2 separate regions of the Gasterosteus aculeatus genome follow, and region 1 is linked to region 2. A link is a contact called in public Hi-C data. All regions are on one chromosome and are shown on one strand. Each heading gives the region's core, a stretch centred on a gene start, on an enhancer-like site or on the middle of the called end of the contact. The rest is flanking DNA. Distances are from core to core; before and after follow the strand shown. Region 1 overlaps ulk4 (unc-51 like kinase 4). Region 2 has its middle 9.9 kb from the start of LOC120810778.

Region 1 (5,474 bases), core at 17-2,516, 110 kb before region 2:
TCTGCAGTTGCTTCATTGGGAGGAGGAGCCCCTCCTTATAACCTCTTCTCACAGTCAAATTGTGGATGGATGGGAATTGTGCTGTGAAAATCACTCAATGGGTCACTCTGTGCTGTTCTGTCTTATCAGATTCTTAAGAGTCCTCCAGTGCGTTTTGATACCAAAACCCTTTGTGTACCAGCATATTCAGGTACTGATCTTCATTTGTTTTTTGGGTCAAATGATATTTTGTTCTATATAAAGTACCCAGTATTTGGTAATTTTCCCAAAAGCGCTTTTCTTCGCTCCCTTTCTCCAGTTGAGAAGCTGCAGTCCCTCAGTGATGAAGAGTGGACGGTCTTCCTCTACCAGCTTTGTTCATCCCTTGAACAGAGTGCATCTACTGCTCCTCCTCCCCTTCCTCCACCTCCTCCTCCTCACTCCACAACCAATCGCTCCAGGCTCAACCTGCTGTGTTACCTCTGCTGTGTAGTTGGCCATAAAGTTATTGCTAACAGGCTGATGAACTCACCACTGGTAGGACAACATGTATTTAGATCAGATCCATGTTGAAACATTGATGCATGCCTATTTGCTACACAATTATTTAAGGCTAAGACACAAAATTACTAGGAATTTATCTCTGATAAAACACCTGATTAACTCTAAAAAGATTTTGTGAGCTCGACTACTTTCACAATATTTTAGAACTCTAAAAATGTTTAACTCAAGCTTTTATAAAATATTCAAATGCTATAATATATAACATGTCTTCTTAGTGACTGGGTTCTTATTGTTGGATTTTTTTTCTTTATTTCTGGATCTCTCTCTAATCTCCACCCACCTTCATTCTTCCAGCTTCCAGTATTGACCCAGCAATTACGACAATCTTCGAACTGGGATGTGTAAGTACATTTCATGACAGGGATTAAAAATCATTTTAGATAGTCCTGTGATGGCATCAACAGAAAATCCCGTTTTATGAATTCATTTTCTATTATTAATTTTCTAACAAAAAACAAAAAACATTTTCCAGACGGAGCAAGGTTCTCAGAACAATTGGTCTGCTGGCTGTGCATTGTACTGATTTGAAAGAGGACAGTCCTGTTTCTGAGGTGTGTAACACAAACACACACCCACACACAGATACAATTTTACTTTCTATATTTTAACCAATGCAACCTCCTGTGTAAATGGATGATAGTTAGAATGAGGAGAGATAGTATATTCTATCCAGCTACAGAAGCCCACGTGCAGTACCGGTTCACACCCTCAGGTGACAGTACATACCAGCAGAGGTACAGAATGTATTACTGCACAATAATGCACGAGTACAGAAAACATTTACGCAGCAAAATGCAAAACTGCATGATGCACCATGCATAGATGTTTCTTTATTTACAATAAGTGTTTAATGTTGTTGAACACTTCAATGCATTTTGATTAATTTCATAAAAAGGTTTTTTTTGACTTGTCCTGCTGCTTATGTTCTTTTTAGGGGCATATCCCCCATAATTTAAACTTCCAGTCCAACATGTGGGAGAATCTCTCCTAACACAAGAAGAAGATGGAAAGACCAACATGATTTGTCTACACTAACGTTATAGTACTAGTGTGTACCAGCAGGGGGCATTCAAACTCTACAAGACAACACAACTTTTATTAGATCCTGAGACACTAAAAACCTTATGACTGTTTCTCCATCGCTCCCTCACACACACACACACACACACGCTAATTCATACAAAATATTTGAAGAACATTGTAGTGTAAAGGATCATAAACTAATTGATTTATGTTATTGCTAATTTGACAACTGGAGGTGTTTGTAATGCTAGTGTAACTGCTCACTATTGAGGCATCAATAACATTCATAGTTATTGTAATGATACAAGTGAAACTCTTCTACAAATCTATATTGTTTATTTGGTATACCTTGCCAAAAAAAACAATTGTCAGGGCAATTTTATTCATACAACCCAGTATAATAAATCACAAATTCGCTCCAACGAACATGACAATCTTTACAGCATATAACACCCTCCTTTCTTCCACAATCCACAATTTGTAGAAAAAAAGTCCCCTAAACACCCTTTGGTGGTGGAGTTGAGAAACCTTATCACACTACACCATGAGCCCCCTTGAGGCAAATTTGTGATATTTGGTTTTAGTTAATTACATTCACTTGAATAATAGTTTGACTGCATTAGTTTGATGTAGGTGTACCTAATAATTTGGCAAATGAAAGTATTTTCCTATACAGTAACAAACATACAATTCAAATACTTTACTGAGTGCCCCTACGCATGTTTAAACCAAGCGGTGTTACTAACCCTAACCCCCTGATATAAAAGCACTTCTGTTTGCTGGTGAGATGTGGAGCCTCCCCCTTATTTGATATTTTCATCCATAACAGAATTAAACACCTATTCGTGTCCCTCTACTTTCTTTCTTGCCTCGTCTGCTCGATGCCATCTATTCCTATTGATCCATTCCGGCTATGCTTTTTCTGGTCCCACATCCACACTCTTTCTTGATTTGTCTTTTTATTTCCCGTCTTTACTTGTTTCAACACTTCTGCTACTGAGTCGTCGCAGTAATTTACAAAATGGCCGACCATGGCATAGCAGGGTTTTTCTCCGATGCGCTTGTTGTTAAAGACAAATAGCGGAACATTTTTTCCGCTACTGTCCGTGGCTCCCTGCAGCTAACCTAGGATGACAAATTGTTAAGAAAAGAATAAAGCTGTTCATTTGTGTGTGCGTGTGTCAGTCAGTTGTTGTTTCTGACTGTGTGCATCTATAGACTGCAAAGGTTTTCCTATTTGTGTGTGTGTGTGTGTGTGTGTGTATTGGCAGCCTCTGTTTTAGTGTGTATTCTGTCAGATGACCAATACAACAGCACATACTTTTATTTCCGTGTGTGTGTGTGTGTGTGTGTGTGTGTGTGTGTGTGTGTGTGTGTGTGTGTGTGTGTGTGTGTGTGTGTTGTCTCAGCAGGGGTTCTCCTGCTGCAGTCCTACTGATTGGAGTGTCAGGGCTGGGCTTAGTTACCATGGTAACTGCTATATGCTTCGAAACCCCCCCACCCTCGCTCCCAAACACAGACGCACGCACACCTCTGACTCTTTCTGTCTCACTCTTCTCTTTCTGTCTGACTCATATCGTCTTTGTCCCTCACTCTCTCTCCTCACATAGATTAAAGGAGAATAAAATGTTCTGAGTCAACGCTTTCAAAACCAACTAAACATCATTTTCCCATTCACTTTTCTCCAACAAAGTTTTCTGTGGCCAGTAAAGTGTCCACTGTGCCAGGTGTTTCATGGGATATAGAGTCTTAAAGTCAACAACAGTCTCAGGGAACACACCCTCAGAGCATTGGGTAAAGGAAGACACTAGTGTGGCATTTGTGAATATTGCAAGGGGTATATGACAACCACTGAGTTGTGTGCACATCTGTAACTAATAGATTTTGATGAAGACCATCCAAAACCTTCACTGTAGTATAGATACGGTCAAACAGAAAATACAGCATTATTATTTGAACACTAATAATGAACCAACCTGTTCATTCTCTACACATCTGTCCCAAGTGGAGATATACTTTTACTGCTCATCTTTGCCAGACTTCTTGGTGTTGTATTGGATGTATTTTTAACCTCAATCCAACTTTATGGATACAGTTACTGCCTCTTAATTAAGTTAAGTGTGTGTTTCCTTACGTGGATTTGCTTGTGCTTGTGATTGAGGGAGTGTTGATACTGAATAAATGATGATGTGTTCTAGGAGGGAATATGTAGATTTGTGTGTGTGTGTGTGTGTGTGTGTGTGTTTATGCTTGCTTTTCCACTCCGCTCATTGCACAGCGGTGCCTTTCAATACTTTGCCTGAGAGCAGCTGCGACACCAGTTTCAAACCAGCCCCAGAATCTCAGCAATGCACTTTATCTTATTAGCGGCTATAGCTCAGTAAAGGAGTGAGGGAGAAGAACAGGGAGCAATAATGTGAGTACGAGGCAGAAAAACAAGTTTCTTTTTCAGCACACATGTACCATTCACATACTTTTGGCTAGATAGGACAAAACACTTCAAATAAGGTCAACTATAAAAAAGTTCTCTTAAGTTTATCTGCAATATTGTTCAGACGCACTCAGGATTCCAGTGTTCCATGCTCAGTGAAGGCCCCGCATTACGATACACTACGATTCTTGGGCAGAAATAAAAGGAAAGAATAACTCTTTTGGGGAAGATATGTTGAGAAAGTACAAGACAGACAGACTGTGAGAGGTAGAGAGACACAGTGAAAGCAAGCAAGGGGGAGATTAAGAAGATGTTTGAAAGATGTCATGTACATACATTTATGGCGCATTCAAGGAGGACAGAAAGAGAACAATATAGAAGGGTGAAAAACAATAAGGAAGGAAAGACGGACCGGGAACAGAGAGTGATGGAAAAAGAAAAGTGTAGAAGACCGAGAGAGATGGAGGAGTGGAGTAGAACTTCCATCTCATCACAGAGGGGGGGAGCTGGCAGTGATTCTAATGCCAGGGAGCTGTCAGCCGTCAAGGCTGTCTGCATATACTTAACTGTGTGTGTGCGTGTGCGTGCGTGCGCAATTCTCGTAGCTGCATATGATTGCACTTATGTGTGTGCATATACTTGGTGCTTTTAAAAGACTTGTTTGTGTATGGATGTATTTGTATGTGTCCCTTAGCATGGATTTCGGTTTATTTGTGTTTTTGCTCTTCAGCTATTAATTTTTTAAATGTCCCATTAGCCTGAAAGATTGGAACTGGAATTATATATTACAAAGAATAAAATATATATCTTGCCCTGCGAGCAATTGGTTTGATTTGGAGATTACCCCAAAAAGTTGTAATTGCATATTTGCAATCGTATATTAAATATAATGAATTTGCAGAAGTTTATCTCATTGTTTAACTTTCCATGTCCTGTTTTCTATTCTGAGGCCACATATTAAATAATTGTGCCTTTTTGGCAAATCATAACTGACAGTTTAATTTGTTCAATTTAATTGCTGGTAAATGTTTCTGCCATAAATTTTTGTTTTATAGAACAGGAAGTTTAGCATTGTTTATTATTGCATTGGATTTTGCAACAATAAAAAAAACAAGGCTCTTAATACTATACATATTGTCTTTTTCCAGACTGTGTCTGCACTGACTGACCTGTTGAGAGAGAACCTGAGGAATAGCAAAATAAAGCAGTTCCTGCTGCCACCACTCGGGGAGATCCTCCACCTCATCGCCTCTCAGGTAGATTCTGTCTCTTCATATTTGTCTTTTTATATTTCTTTGATGCAAAGGCACTGCAGGTGATTGATCTAAAGGGAACATTTGAATGCATCCAAACACATGCTCACATGGACACACAAGGCAGACATTTGCAATAGTTCCATGGCTGACATAAATATTTATTTTTAAAGGTTATAGTTCCCAACCACCTGACTGTGGTTGGGAAATTAAACAAGTTGCAT
Region 2 (5,246 bases), core at 1,217-3,716:
TTTCCACTAAAAAGTCCAATCCATCAAACAGCAGTTTTTTCATAGTTCTTATACATGTATGCATTTTATATATTCTATTATGTTAATGACATGTTATTGTTTGTATGTGTACACGTACAGCATTATTATTATTTGGCAATAATTGCACAATTCAAATTTTACCATGACTAATTAACTGCATCAAAACCATTGTGACTGGTTATCTTCTAGCTTTTCACTGTCATGTATTTAAAGCCACTCTAATACAAGTTTACATACTTCCTTACTTTGAGGTGAAAGGGGACATTTCAAACAGAAACACTGATTATGAAGAATCCGACTGCGGTTCAAAGTTATTTGATTTAAAGATTTGCTTTCAATCTCATAGCGCTTAAGCTGGAGTGTGTTCTCCTACAGGAACTTCAAATTGAATATTGTGTTTCACCCCAGTGAGGTAGACAATTACTTATTTTTCAAAAATAACCTACAGACCTTGAACCACCAAATACAAGTGGGATCCATTCAGACTCTGTTAAATGTTTTATTTGTATGTTGAAGGTTCATGACAAATGGCAATATTCTACGATGAATAATAAATAGGATAAAACCGAGTGGGCTCATGGGAATAAAACCTCCAGAGTGATGTCTGCTATGTCAACATATCTACTTGGTGTCAGACGCCTTCAAAAAAAGTAACTATATACATCTCAAGTTGTAAAAAAGAGAATTTAAAGAACTCTCTACCGTACATTTGACAAAGAAACCACATGCTTCAAAAAAATACTAAAACAACAATGTTTTTCCAGAGAGACCAACTGAATTCTCTCTTGTCAAGCATGCTTCTATGCATTATCGATGATTTAGCTCGGCCCCGTGGTGGAAAAACACTTTCTACAGATGAGAGACAATGTTGGCTGTCGTATACTGAAAAGAAACGTTAAAAGTGGAGCCATGTTTGTTGGAAACACAAACATCGTGATTAATGAACAGCGGCTAGAAAATAGACAGCCAATTAAATGGGGAGCCGGGAAAGTAACTGATCTCCGTCAGTCTGATACGGAGACGGACGGAGATCGATCGACGGGGCTTCAGAGCACGTAAATATTTAGGGGCTGACTAGTCGACGCAGTGAGAGACGGGGAGGGGGCGTGCCAGTGGGCGAGCGGAGAGACGGACGGACACGTGGTGAAGAAACTGATTGGGAGGAAAACAGGAAAGAACACACTCAGACAAACGCACATTGTGATAATGGTGACATTTGCAGGGTGCCAGTGGTTGCGTGCGGCGGGCCGATGGCCCACAGCGATGGCCTTTAGAAGAGTGACAGGCCAGAATTACCATTAAGAGCCGGCAGTATTAACCCTAGATTATACATATAGCACACTGTCTCTCTCTCACACACACACACACACACACCGCTCTACGTGACTTCAATAGCTTATAACCTCTGTGCTGGAAAGATTCGATTGCTCTCACTCTGCTCACCTATCTGTCCCTCTCTCATGCGCTGCTGCCGCCGGGCTCTCTGCCCCTCCATCTCCACCTCCATCTCCACCTTCATCTGCACCTCCTCTGCTATCGGTTCTCCCATCTCTCCTCTGCGCTCATCTGTTTCCCTTTAGCTTCCTTTCTTTACTTGTTATAGTAAAACACAAAGTACACATCGGATCCTGGGACAGGCAACCATTCTGTATTTTCTTTACTCGGAACAATCAGGCCATATGTTTGTGCTTGTACTGCTGAAAGGGTTCTTTTTTGCAGCCTACATTTTGACATCGGCATGCATGCTCATTGCTGTTTTTTACTTTATAAAATGTCTGACCTTAGACTAATGTATGCCCAGGGGCTCCAGCCATAACAAGATGTGGCTGCAAGCAAAAGAGTTCATACTGCTCCATGCGCAGCATCACTACTGATTTAAAAATATTACTAATCACTTTTAGGGCTCTTCAAAACCAGGATCTAGATTATAGTATCTTTGTTTTTATCGTTTTGGGGGAAGTAAAGACATTTCTTTTGCCTAAAATGTTTTTTCTGTCATATTTATTTACTCTTTTTGTGAACTTGGCACTTGGGAATAGGAAGGTAGGGCAGTAAGACAAACAGGCAAATATACCTGCTGATACTCCACAGGCTGCAGTATTTAGTGCTGTGTAAAGTCAAGATGTTACAGGGAGTCACAACGTGGCCTCGTTTCACGTGTGTGTCTTCTTGTGAGTCTGTGCGTGTATGCAATGTGTGCGACTATGTGTGTGTTATCAGGGCAGTACAGACTCTGCTGTCCAGCGGTGTGTGAGATGAGACAGAGCGAAAGATTTACCACCATGAAACACTAAGCAGACTGTGAACACACACGCACAGAAACAGACACATATGAACACACTTCCCGGCCATAGACGCACACTTTCGCTCTTATCTGTTATACTACACACAGCACACACACACACACACACACACACACACAACACACACACTCATTTTAGCAGCAGTGTTATCAGGGGTCACCATTGGTCCATATCTTGGCCAGGGGCAAGCACTTGGGCCTCTATGATGTCGGCATATCTGCAGATGGAAAACTAACCATCCGGCCCCACACAGCACACGAGGCACACGCACACTCTGGCAAACGGACTTCAGACCGCCTGGTGGCTCAAATGAACAAACTTTCAAGTGCAGACAGCGCTGTGTCCAGCCCAAGAATAAGGATATTAACAATTAAAGACTTTATAATAGTAGTATAACCCACAGACTACTAACCCATAGCATTACATTTTATTTTATTCCTCATGCACTGTTGTCTTGTCGTCCATTGTTGTACCGTCTGCTGTTACGCACCAACCGGCAAGTCGAATTCCTTGTATGTCTGATCCTGATCCTGATACTTTCGAAGCCATATGTTGATCAGTTTACTCCCGATTCCCCCCCTTTCGATTTAACAAATCATTACTTTTCTGTGATTTTTTTCTTATTCCTGTATTATTTTGTATAAAGAAGTAAATTATTATTCAAACAGAGCGTGAGTTCTGCAGCATATCTGCAGATTTCTGTGAGTGTTTCGTTCAGTATTAATGTGAGAAGCGATGTGGGCTTTTTTTTCATTTCGCATGATGCAAACTCAACATGTTATTAACTATGAATCAGAGAACCTCGCTGGGAACAGTCTGAACCATATTCATTAAAACTGGCAAGATTCAGCGGAGTGACAGAAAGACTGCTTTGCTGCTACAATCTCACCATAAGTCATTTGAACTGCATGTATGTGGAAAATAGGCAGATAGAAAAAAGAGAGACAGATAGAGCGTGCTCACTGAAATACATTTACACAAAAACTGGAAAACATAATAAAAGATAATAAACAATCAACAGGTTTTGTCAGAAAGCCAAATGCACAGAATTAAAGATTGTTACAGTGAATGTTATCCATTACATCTGGGTTGGAGGCTATTTGGCTGACTCCTCATGTTGGCACCATGAGCACTATTAGCAATGCTCCTGTTACAGGCCCGACAGAAACTGACTGAATAAGCTCATACAATAGGCTGACGTAACAACACAGGCCGAGCGAGGGAATAGATCCATTATGATAAACCACTATGGCCTAAAGTGGTGTTCCACTTTAAGGCTTCAAGGCATCGTGGCTGTCACATTTTAATCAACTTGAGACCGAAACGAAACTGATGCAGATTGTAAATTCAAATAATTTCAACCACACCAAAGTCCCTAATGAAAAAATGACTCTCGGCAACCCAAGGGCTTTGTTTATTTTGGGTAGGGTGCCAAAAATACAAGCTGGACACGTCTACACAGATTAAGTCCAAATATTATTGAAACTAATTTCCCAATCTCAAGGCACTTTGAGTTGACTTAAAACATACACTTTCTAGACATATTTAGAGCAGATCTATCAGTCTTTATCATTTCTGCGTACTACAGAACATAACGCAGCTCTACAGACTGTTACACACACACTTTGCCAAAACTCAAGAACAGATAAGGCAAAGAGTTGTTCAATTATTAAAAAGAAAATATCAGTTTAAATCTATTTAGGTCTCCAGAGGAAATCCTCGCCTGCCGATATTTGTTTTCTTCCTTTCGTTGTGTTGTTGTTGTCTAACTACCCAAGGCCACGCCGTCACAAGCGTCTAGCAGGGGGGAAGCCGCCAAGTAGAGGCAAGACTCTGCTGCTGCTCTCCCACATTTATATTCACAAAACATTTTCTGATTTGGCTACCCAGAATTCAGCAGGTCCCCCCCCACCCCCACCCACACCCCCACCCGCCCTCTCTCTCTTTCTCCACCTCCATCACTCTCTTCATTATCACCGTCCACTCCACAAGAGAGTAAAGGAGAGGACCCGGGGGGGTGGGGGGTGTTAAGAGGGAGGGAAGTGGAAATACGCAAAAGGTGAAGAGAGACAAGAGAGACAGACAGAAAGAGAGAGACAGAAAGACAGACAGACAGACAGACAGACAGACAGACAGACAGACAGACAGACAGAGAGAGAGAGAGAGAGAGAGAGAGACAGACAGACAGATACAGAGAGAGACAGACAGACAGAGAGAGAGAGAGAGAGAGAGAGAGAGACAGACAGACAGATACAGAGAGAGACAGAAAGACAGACAGACAGACAGACAGACAGACAGACAGACAGACAGACAGACAGACAGACAGACAGAGAGAGAGAGAGAGAGAGACAGACAGACAGATACAGAGAGAGACAGACAGACAGAGAGGGAGACAGACAGAGAGAGAGAGAGAGAGAGAGAGACAGACAGACAGATACAGAGAGAGACAGACAGACAGAGAGGGAGACAGACAGACAGACAGAGAGTGGTTCAGAGAGCTGCAGCTATCTGCTGAAATATTCATGTTGGTGCCAGCAGCTTTTCCATTCCCCGCTCAGCAGGGGGCTGCTGTTTGATACATCCATCGCTCTCTCTCGCTCTCTCTTTGCTCGCCCCCTCTCTCCCTCCCTCCCTCCCTCCCTCCCTCTCCCCCTCCCTCTGTCTCTCTTAACTAGTAAGGTTAGGATGGCATGGCCAAACTACCGACCAACTAGCAGTGATGCCACTCGGATGTAAAAAAAGAGGTTTTCATATTGTGTTTCATAACAAGAACATGAGAAATCTGCACACGTATTTCCCTTTCATGATAATTGAAGGAACATATCCGGCAATTGGACCACGTCAATGACCAGCAACTATAAGGTCTTTATTGTTTTGGGTATTATTTCAATATTTCTGTGTGTATGCTACAGCAATGCTGAT

Evidence for each region. A called contact is a pair of places that touch in the nucleus more often than the background predicts.
Region 1: a contact with region 2 is called in a Hi-C map of liver, with 10 times the contacts expected there. The contact joins two enhancer-like sites. A contact is called at or near these places in 5 of 6 Hi-C or Micro-C datasets (liver, skeletal muscle, tail fin and 1 more).

Annotation. Positions count from the first base shown.
Region 1 is chr20:14,805,488-14,810,961 of fGasAcu3.hap1.1, reverse strand. ulk4 (unc-51 like kinase 4) reads left to right here. Exons shown (of 37, transcript XM_040165884.2): 14 at 130-190; 15 at 299-516; 16 at 838-884; 17 at 1,016-1,094; 18 at 5,146-5,253. Among protein-coding and RNA genes, the nearest start is that of ulk4, 8.8 kb to the left of the region's middle. Within about 2 kb of position 1,266, at least 7 of the 9 cell types and tissues checked have open chromatin away from gene starts, as enhancers often do. A contact at or near this core is called in liver, where this site is marked.
Region 2 is chr20:14,698,626-14,703,871 of fGasAcu3.hap1.1, reverse strand. No RefSeq gene overlaps it. Among protein-coding and RNA genes, the nearest start is that of LOC120810778, 9.9 kb to the right of the region's middle. Within about 2 kb of position 2,466, at least 3 of the 9 cell types and tissues checked have open chromatin away from gene starts, as enhancers often do. A contact at or near this core is called in liver, where this site is marked.